2 separate regions of the Ovis aries genome follow, and region 1 is linked to region 2. Evidence: chromatin contacts called from public Hi-C data. All regions are on one chromosome and are shown on one strand. Each heading gives the region's core, a stretch centred on a gene start, on an enhancer-like site or on the middle of the called end of the contact. The rest is flanking DNA. Distances are from core to core; before and after follow the strand shown.

The links. Hi-C and Micro-C count contacts between places; a contact is called where the count stands out from the background.
Region 1: a Hi-C map of tail adipose tissue shows a contact between it and region 2, with 3 times the contacts expected there. The contact joins two enhancer-like sites. A contact is called at or near these places in 5 of 16 Hi-C or Micro-C datasets (liver, muscle, omental adipose tissue and 1 more).

Annotation. Positions count from the first base shown.
Region 1 is chr1:231,833,469-231,838,267 of ARS-UI_Ramb_v3.0, forward strand. It overlaps KCNAB1 (potassium voltage-gated channel subfamily A regulatory beta subunit 1), which reads right to left. Exons shown (of 14, transcript XM_004003226.6): 14 at 284-1,986. The coding sequence ends at 1,897. SSR3 (signal sequence receptor subunit 3) reads left to right here. Exons shown (of 5, transcript XM_004003224.5): 5 at 1-342. Among named protein-coding and RNA genes, the nearest start is that of SSR3, 17 kb to the left of the region's middle. Within about 2 kb of position 3,458, at least 21 of the 54 cell types and tissues checked have an H3K27ac peak or open chromatin away from gene starts, as enhancers often do. A contact at or near this core is called in tail adipose tissue, where this site is marked.
Region 2 is chr1:231,245,003-231,249,687 of ARS-UI_Ramb_v3.0, forward strand. No RefSeq gene overlaps it. Among named protein-coding and RNA genes, the nearest start is that of CCNL1, 79 kb to the left of the region's middle. Within about 2 kb of position 1,684, at least 44 of the 54 cell types and tissues checked have an H3K27ac peak or open chromatin away from gene starts, as enhancers often do. A contact at or near this core is called in tail adipose tissue, where this site is marked.

The sequences.
Region 1 (4,799 bases), core at 2,208-4,707, 590 kb after region 2:
GTCCCCACAGGTTCTTTTAAATGAGTTTGAGAACCTTTAACCTTAGTACCGAATATTTCTAAAATCCAAGGAGAAATATCTTTAGTAGCTAATCACTTTCTACATTAAGAGAAGAAAAGTTGGGGTTACAATTTAAATCTTTTTGTAAAGCTGTTTCTGTTAGGTATCATTCAGTGAGGCTTACCTGCCAGCATTATTTTTATTTAGATTCTTACTGTTTGTTTTGTAAAGATGGAGATTATATGTATAGCCTTCTAGTGATAGACCAGATAAAAACTAATTGTGAGATTAAATGCATGTATGCTTTTATTACTCAAAGCAAATAAATTGCAGTTCTAATTAGATGACTTCAGCTCATTTATGCATACAGTAATTCACTGGATTGATTGAACACACAATGAACAACTGAAAAATGATCCATTTCCATTATTAACCTGATACTTTTGGACAGAAAACCCCAAAATTTGCTGGTATTTCATACTAACATTTTAAGATTTAGAAAACTATGAAATCCATATCTGGAAATGATGGCAGAAAATAGAATTTTAAGCTGATAGTATACTTCTGTAAGTCTCAGTGATTTCTACTTGGGTGGACCTGTTGGCCAGTAAATTAAATCAGAATTGTGTACATGCTCAGGTGTCCAAATAGAGATATAATGGACCTCCCCCCTTGACATACACCTTCAAACTGGAAGAAAGTTTTCTCCTTACAGGTACATACAGTATACTCAGGTTTTCTCTAGTGGTATATGTAGGTAGCCAATAGTGGCAGGGCTGGGTATACCTCAGCTGAGTGCCACAAGGCTAGGCCCCATTAATCCATGCAAAGAGGTTTCATGCATATAGTTTAATGCACATAGTGTGATTATGGAGTCGGGAAGTTCTTTAACATTTGCTTTTCTTTGGGTGTGTTACTTTACCCAGCATATGTTGAGTAGTGACAGCATTTTCACAAAGCCCATGATTACTTTCATGTTAAAAACACCAAGCATTATGCTGTAAAATCCCAGTGCTAATTAAACAGCAAACATTTGCCCTTCTGGGTGTTTTTACAGGTTTACTTAACAAAAGTGAGCATGTGTATATTTGTTCTTAAAGCTCAAATATTTAAACTTGCAGAAGCTGTGCCTACAAGCAGTCAAAAAGAATAAAGCAGGTTTTAGTAAAATGTAGAAAAAAATGAATACTTCATTGCAGGTACATTTTATTCAAAGCAAAGCTTCTGTAGTAGTGTAGTTCTCGCTTTCATAAATTAACCGAACTGTCTCTAGTTAAAGATGGGGGTCTTCATCCTCTTACCATCTCTCCGTGTAAATGAACATATTATTATTAGAATTCTAACAGACGCTTTGGAGAAACTGCTATACAGGGCCATTTTTGAGGCCAACGCTAAAAGGTAATGAAAGTTAATTTTATGAAACAACGTGAATGTGAAAATAGAAAAAAAAAAATTCAGTAAAATTGTTTCATCTGATTCTCTCAAGCAAGACTTCTGAGTGAACACAGCCTCCTCTTTCTGATGCAATCCACGCTGAATCTGTGGATTTTGTAATATATTTGTCCAACGTTTTTTAAGTTACTAAGTGCCTGAAGGGAATATGTCTTTTCCCTGCCATATACTTTGCCTAACCATGAGGTGTACAGAGCAATGTAAGAATAGGTGACTCCAGTCCAAGGTAAGAAAATAGAATGGATTTTCCTGTTTGTGAGTTTTTAGGTATGTTCATAATTTCAGGTGCACAGTGGTAGCGACAGCAGACACCTCAGAATCCAGGGACACTAGAGGTTGAGCAGTGGGCTGCTAAGTGATTCAAAACACTGGCTAGTGACACCATCCTGTACCTGTATAGACCGCTGTTTTACCCATGCAGCTCCTTGGGGCCCATGCATTGCCTTAGGATCTATAGTCCTTTTTGCTGTAGGGCTTGTTGCGCAATATGTTATCAATCTCGTTTACCACGTGTGATGTCATCTTTGGGAGGACCTGAGAGCACAAGAACAAAGGATGAAGTCAGTACTTGGTATTGAGTTTTGTACTAAATGTTAAGTGACATCATCTAGATTTGGATATGTTTACAAATCACCACTAAATGCTGCCTCCCCAGCAGACAGGAAGCTCCGTAAGGTCAGGGGCCTCGTCTGTTCACACTGCAGCTCTAGAGCCTGTAAGGGTGCTTGGCCCTTAGTAGGTGCTCGTAATTATTGGTTGTCATAGAAATACAGAATACCTAGAGCAGCTCTATCCAACAGAAATAAAATGAGAGCCATATATGTAATTTTAGATTTTCTAGTAGTCACAGTAATAAAAGTGGAAAGAAGCAGGTGAAATTAATATGCATTTTACTCCATTAGAGTTGAAATATCATTTGAACTTGTAGTCAGTATAGAATGTAATTAAGATGTTTTACATGTTTTAAGTCTTTCAGACCCAGAGTACGTTTTACACTTAATTCCATTTAGATTAGCTGCCTTACACACAGTAGCCACGTGTGGCTGGAGGCTACAGTAGTGGACAGCATGGGTCTAGAGACTGAGATTCTACCTGGTGGGCAGAACCCTGGTGAAGGATAGCCGCAGGTTAACTGGCATCCTAGGTTGATGGAAGAGCATGAAGTGAGAAGTCTGTGAATGGGCTGATAAAAGTGGGGAGAGAGTATGGGAGGTGTGGAGATGATGGGAAGAGGGAAGTTGTAAAGAATGGAAGGCCCTGAATGCTGTTTTTTGGAGCTGGAGCTTTATGCTGTACGTGGTGTGGAACCTCTCAGGACTTCTCAACTGTGAATGACCCCATCAGACACCTGGATGTATTCTGAAGGATGAGTTGGAAGGAGATTGAAAGGGGATACAAATGTTAGAAATACTCTAATCGTAGCCAGACACTAAGAGCCTTAACTAGACAGTAGTGTGTGCGTACTCAGTCACGTTCGACTCTGTGACCCCATGGACTGTAGCCTACCAGGCTCCTCTGTCCATGGGATTTCCCAGGTGAGAATACTCGAGTGGGTTGCCATTGCCTACTCAACAGGGTTTTCCCGACCCAGAGATGGAACCGCGTGTCTTGTGTCTGCTGCACTGGCAGGCAGATTCTTTACCATGGCATCACCTGGGAAGACAGTGGTGGGGGAGGAGAAAAGGAGTGACTCGGAGAGAGAGTTTGGAGGCTGATGGTGATCTCAAGACTGGGTGACTAGGAAGATACTGGTGTAGCTAACTGTAGAGAGACCACAGGAGGAGAAGTTAGGAGCATAAGAAGTTTGGGGCGGGGGGTGGATATGCTGAGGTGAAGATGTCTGTAGGACCCCATGGAGAAGTGACTTGCAGGCAACCAGAAGTGCAGCTGTGGAGTTCAGTGGTAGTGAGAATTCGTGAGTTATTTGCACAGTCATGCTCACTGAAGCCCTGGGAAAGGATGAGCTCATCTAGGGCCGGCTAGTGTTTATTGCACGAAGTGGGCCAAGGGCATGCATTGCACCACAAGACGAGACAAAGGCAGACTTTCTTGCAAGAATAGTCTGACCCTGTGTGGAGACCGTGGTGAAATACACTCACGGTGACCGACTGTGCGGTTTCAGCCTCACCCTCCGCTGTAGTCATGTTGGCCAGGGTGACCTTGTCTCTACTCAGTGCTTGCCTCAGGACCTCAGGGCTTGGTTGGATGGCAGAGCTCTTTCCTCACTGCTCTGTAACATTTTCCTCTCTGAAGCCAAAGGAGAGTTTGGTTTCCCACCAGCTCTGGAGCCTCAGAGGATCTAAACTATTATGCTATTTAGAGTGAGACAACAGTGAAACTCAAATCTAGAAACTGGACTTGTCAGAAGTTTTGTATCTAAAATATAGTGGGTTAGCCATGTGAGGAAAAGGATTCTTCATTTATTATACCAATAAGAGATCTAAACATCAGAAAAGTGAAATCATAAAAGTACTTGAATAAAACATGAAATATATATATGTATACATATGTATGTATGTGTGTGTATATGCTTGTGTGTATGTGTGTATAAATGTGTGTGTGTATCCATATACACACAAGACCTAAATATTCAAGAGAAGTCACACATTCAGCATTTTATGTGAAGTTGCCCCATTTTTTAATGTTGGCAACTATTTGAAAACATTTTCATCTACAGATCACACAAACATCCCACGACCTAGCAGTTTTGCAGGCATAGTGTTATCGTGACTGCAGCAATTAGGTGAGGAAGGGTCTGGGTGGCACTGCAGGGCTGGCAGGTATTAGGGAAGTCCTCCCAGAACTGGGTCACTGTCGAGCTCGACCTGGGGGATGGAGCAGGATTTGGGAGTCTGGGGTGGTGGATACCGCAGGTGGAGGACCACTATTTTGGGGATTAGGACATCCTGGGGGAGGTAAACGAGGGGGTGGGGGTGGGGGGAGATGAGCCCTGGATGGGAAGGCCCAACTGCTGAGAAGCCTGGACTTCTCTGAGTACGTGGCGGGGAACCTCAGAGGGGCTTTAAGGCTGGAGGATGGGGACCTGTGCAGGAGGGCTGCCTGCAGCTGCGGCTTCTCTCCAGTCTGATCTGTTGAGGCCCTGACTGATAAATGCCCCTCCAGTTTATGCTCACCTTAGGCACATTCATTCCTTGGAGCAGCTGCCTTCCTTTGCCCATTACAAACTTCCTTCTTTATAGCCCCAGACACTGCACTCTTTTATTCAATCTCACCTACCACTGCTGGTAGCCCCCAGCCACCCAATCTACTCTCACGGTATGGAGGGGCCCAGTCACAGCTTGCCAAGGGCGGAATCTCTGGTGCTGGGTTCACGGGAGGTGGGGTAG
Region 2 (4,685 bases), core at 434-2,933:
TCACCAGCCCATTCAGTTAGCAAAGTAGCAAATCAAACCCAGGACTGTGTCACTCTATGCCCAAGTCTGCGATGGCCACGGCTTCGCTGCTTCTGATGTATTTGTGGTTATCTTTCATGCCATACATACATTTAGGACAATGGTAAGTCGAGGCGCTAGATAAATGCTCAGTGAACCAGTGCCTAATCCTTGACAATAAAAGCTGGATCTGGTCCCAGATCGCAGAATTCACAAGTGCAGCGTCAGGCGGTTTCCAACACTTCCCTGGAGCTCAGTTTTCTTATCTGTAAAATGGAGGCACGAAGCAAACGCCCTTCAAAGGACCTTTAGCCCTCTGTGACTCTTTTCCAACAGTGCCTTGTCACGAACACGTTGCCGGGAATCTAGACCGACAGGGTCTGGGTTCTCTGAAGGGGCCCCTCCGGGGGCCCGCCCCACCACCGCTGACGCATGCGCCCTGGCGCCGAGCCCCGCGAGGGAATCGGCCCCTCTCCGCGCATGCGTTAGTCTTGGCGGTCGGACCGCCGGCACCCGGGGGCAGGTGACTCCCCTCCCCGGGGGAATCAGTGCCCCAGGTAGGGATCGGGTGATCCTGCCAGGAATGAGCTGGGGCCCGAGGCGCCTGCCCTCGTTAGGAAAGGCCATAGCCTCCCCAAGACCCCTGGAAAGCTGTTCCCCTGCGGGAGAGCGTGTTCCCGCCTCCGCGCCCGCGCGCTGAACGTGCCAGGCAGCACAGAGAGGCCGTTCTTTCCCAGCACAGATGGAAACGCTCCCTGGCACTGCGGTCCGGGCGTGGAGGAGGGGACGGCCCTGCCGACTCGGAAAGCCGGGGAGGATTTTCCTCTCAAAAAACCATACTGCTGATTAAAATAAAACCGTCTGAGGTCAGCGAGGACATTTATCTAACTAGGCGTGGGGAATGGGAGGCGTGAGGCATCACCTGATAGTCTAAGCTCCCAAAGGGCAGCAGGCACTGCAGGGAGGCCCACTCTTGACTGCTGCTTGGGGATGAATAACAGACCCTGGACAGCTATTTTTATACTGGATGAACCATGGAGAGGGAGAGGGGGTGTGTGTGTATGTCTGTGTGTTGGGGAGGTGGGAGCCACAGGGGAGAGGACTTGGGGAGAGAACAGGGAGCAGCCTCTTCCCTGCTCACCCTGCGATCTTACTCCTTCCCACTGCAGATTCTAACTCCCCGGAATTAACTTCCCAAGAGGTTAAGCATTATTTATTACTTTGAAATCAGAAAAGGAAAAAGGATGCTAATCAAAAAATTTCCTAAATGGTGAAAATAAATGAGTCTCAATGTTCTGAATTTGCCCCTGTTGGTCCCCTCAGCCCTCTCTCTCTCCTTGTTGGCCATCTTTTGAATGTCTAAGTCCGGGGTTATGGATCTGAGTTCCCCTCTCCCCACTCAGGGGTCATGGGGTGGCCTCTAGGAGGCTGGGGTCAGTGGTCTGGAGGAGACAAGGAAGAGCAGCCCTTCTCCCAGGAGCCCATTCAGGTTGTCACTGCTTGGTGTATGACTGTCCTGAAAGGCCTGCTTCTTTAGAAAGGGATTTTTTAAGGCCGAGGTAAGTTCTGGGAAGGCGGAACGATGTCCACACAGGGTGGTTGCTTTGAATGTTGGGCTGACCTGAGGCAGGCAGAGACTGTCTGTGCTGCTTCTGTCAGAATAAATACTGTGGTGAACTCACCACTCCCAGGAGACATGCTGTGGGAGACAGCCGCAAGCTGCGCGGGGAGCCACTGCCGACACCAGTTCATGTCAGAGCACTCAGTTTGATTCCACTGAGCTTCATTTTCTCCCCAAGCCCTAAGAAATCTGGAAAAAGAGACTTGAATATAATGTCAAAATTTAAACAAGGCATGAAATAACCCCTAACATTAAAATGAGATTGTAAAGGGTCACCATCTTAAGGGTTTGCTTAGTGGACCTTTCAGAAGTTTTTGTTTGAGAATTATGGAGACAAAAAGAAAAAATACCTTCCCTGAGGAGGACAGTTTCTATCTGGAGCTCTTTATTTCATTGGTCACTTCTAAGAATCACCAGATCATGATAAGGATAAAGGGTGGAGATATGTGGGGTTCATGGGGGGGAGACTGATCGTGCTTCAGCTGTGACTCATGTCTGCAACAATGAAAAGAAAGTAATCTTTGCCTTCTGCAAAGGGAAGTTGGAAGTCAAAGTTGTGGGGAAGCATCCAACCCTGCAGGACAACAGCCTCCTAGGTTCCAGGACAGCTGGGCTTTTAGACATTCATCCACTTCTTCCAAGGGAAGCTCAAAGAAGATGGTGTTTTAGCCTTGGTGGTCCAGTGGTTAAGACTTCACCTTCCAATGCAGGGGTTCAATTCAATACAGGTTCAATTCCTGGTCGGGGAGCTAAGATCCCATATGCCTTGTGGCCATAAAACAGAAGCAGCATTGTAACAAACTCTATAATAAAGACTTTAAAAATGGTCGACATAAAAAGTTCTTTAAAAAAGAAGGTGGTGTTTTATTAAGGAGATAATACAGTTCAGGAGCTCTTCCATGGCAGAAAACCCCTGAAACACCCACAATATCTGTATGCCAGGTCCTTTTTAGGCAAGGTTAACAGGATATCCCCCAAATGATCATCATTATTATTTGTTTGCATGTGTGTTTATTCTGGTTTGCTTTTAAAAACATGGTAGATTTTCTATATCCAAATGGATGAAGATTCTGAGAGCTTTCAGATCACCAAAAAAAAAAAAAAAAGTGGGAGCAGAACCATCCATATCCATTCCAGCAGACAGTTCTACACTAGTCCTCTCTCTTCTGTCCCTGATAGATTTAGTGATGGTTCCACACGGTCTATTCAAGTGTGATCCTCCCCTTCAGTCATCTTTACTGGACTGTCAATATGTGTCCATAGCAGCTTAACCTAGGTCTGAAAAATCAGAAAATCAGGCTCCTGAAGAGATTAGGTTTCACAAGAGATTAGTATCAATAATATGCCTTTGTGGGTATCCTATCAGCTATCACATTTATTTTTAAGAAATCTAAAATGTCCAAGTTCAAAATTTAGTGTCCTTTTCCTGTTATATAGTACAGGAGAAAGGGTTCCGGAAGTGGCAACTTAATTTGTATCTAATTTCGGCAAAATAATTGCAGACTGCTTCCAACTTGAATGAGCAGTGAGGTATAGCTCCCAGTAGTTACTTATTTTAGAAGCACTCCCTCAGGATGAATGCTAGCTATTTTCAGTTGCGTGTGGGAAAACCAAGGGCACTGCCAAGCTGTGGCAAGTTGGCATCGTGCATATGAGCTGTCAACCTCGATGCTTAGTTCCACTCAGATTCATTTCTAATTTCCAGTTGGCGTGTAACCTTTTTCTTTATTCAATTTAGGGTCCTGATCACTTCCTTTCTCTGCCTCCCTACCTTCCCACCTATCTCTACCCACACAGGCAGCTTTTGGCTGAATCCATCTAATAATAACAGTGTGAGTGCCAAGTGGGTTGTATAAAATCCTTAGGGAGAGATGTGAAATGAAGCACATTGTTCTTCAGGGCTCCTGAGGACCAGCGTGTACCCATCGACAAAAACAAACTAATATGCAGTGAAATTATATACCTTTCTCTATAATTTATGCAGAATGAGATAATGCTGTGATCGTGCCTGAAACAGCTATGGTGTGTGTCGTGGGCAGCCTCTAAAACAGCCCAGTGATCACCACCTACTAGTATTCACTCCCTGTGTGAACTGCCTTCTCATGTGGGCTGGTCCTAGTGACCCTCTAAACAAACAGAAGATGACAAAAGTGATGAGATGCCAGTTTTTGAGATTAAATTACAAAAGATGTCTTTCCTCCCCTCTCTTTCTTCTCCCCACCAGCCCCCTCCCTCTCTCCTTCTCTCGCTCTCTCCTTCCATCTCTTTGCCAACTGCCCATGTTGGGAGCTTCCCTGTGGAGAGGCCCATGTGTTAAGGAACTGATGTCTCCAGCCAGGAGACAGTGAGGATCTGAGGCTGACCAACAGCTATGTGAGTGAGCCTGGAGGATCAGCCTCCCTTGTGGAACTTTGAGATGACCACAGCCTGTGAGCCCCTGAGCGAGAGGATCACTAAGCTATGCCCAGATTACTGGCCCACAGAAACCGTGAGATAATATATATTTGTTGTTTTATGCACCTAAGTTTTGGAGTAATTTGTTATAAAATAGGAACACTAGTATTAATACTAATATTCCCTTAAGCAGGTAGTTAGGAGCTTCCAGTGACCCCACCAGAGGTCTGTCTCCAATCTCACCTCCAGCTACAGCCCCTACCATCACCTCTGGGCCTGTTTTTTTGGCCACATCTTACTCTTAGGTATTTTTGTGTCTTTATATGAGTTGTTTCTTCCTCCTGAAATAACCTGTCTTCTGTTCTCCATCTAAATTCCCGATCATTGACATTTGGCTCAGATATGTCTTCCGGAAAGCCTTCCTAACCCCTCCAGGCAGAGCGCCTGTCCCCATCCTCCACTTATGCTGTGGCACCCACGGTGGGGTCCTGATTGGCAGACCTGCTAGGCAAGAGCTCCTGGAGGGCAGGAGGCATTTATTTATCTTCCAGTTCCTGGTACCTAGCACAGCACAGTGATAAAACACCATTCCTGGAACAGATCAATGGCTGTTTTGCAGAAGCAAGGGTCTTAGGTAGAGGAGGACACGTGG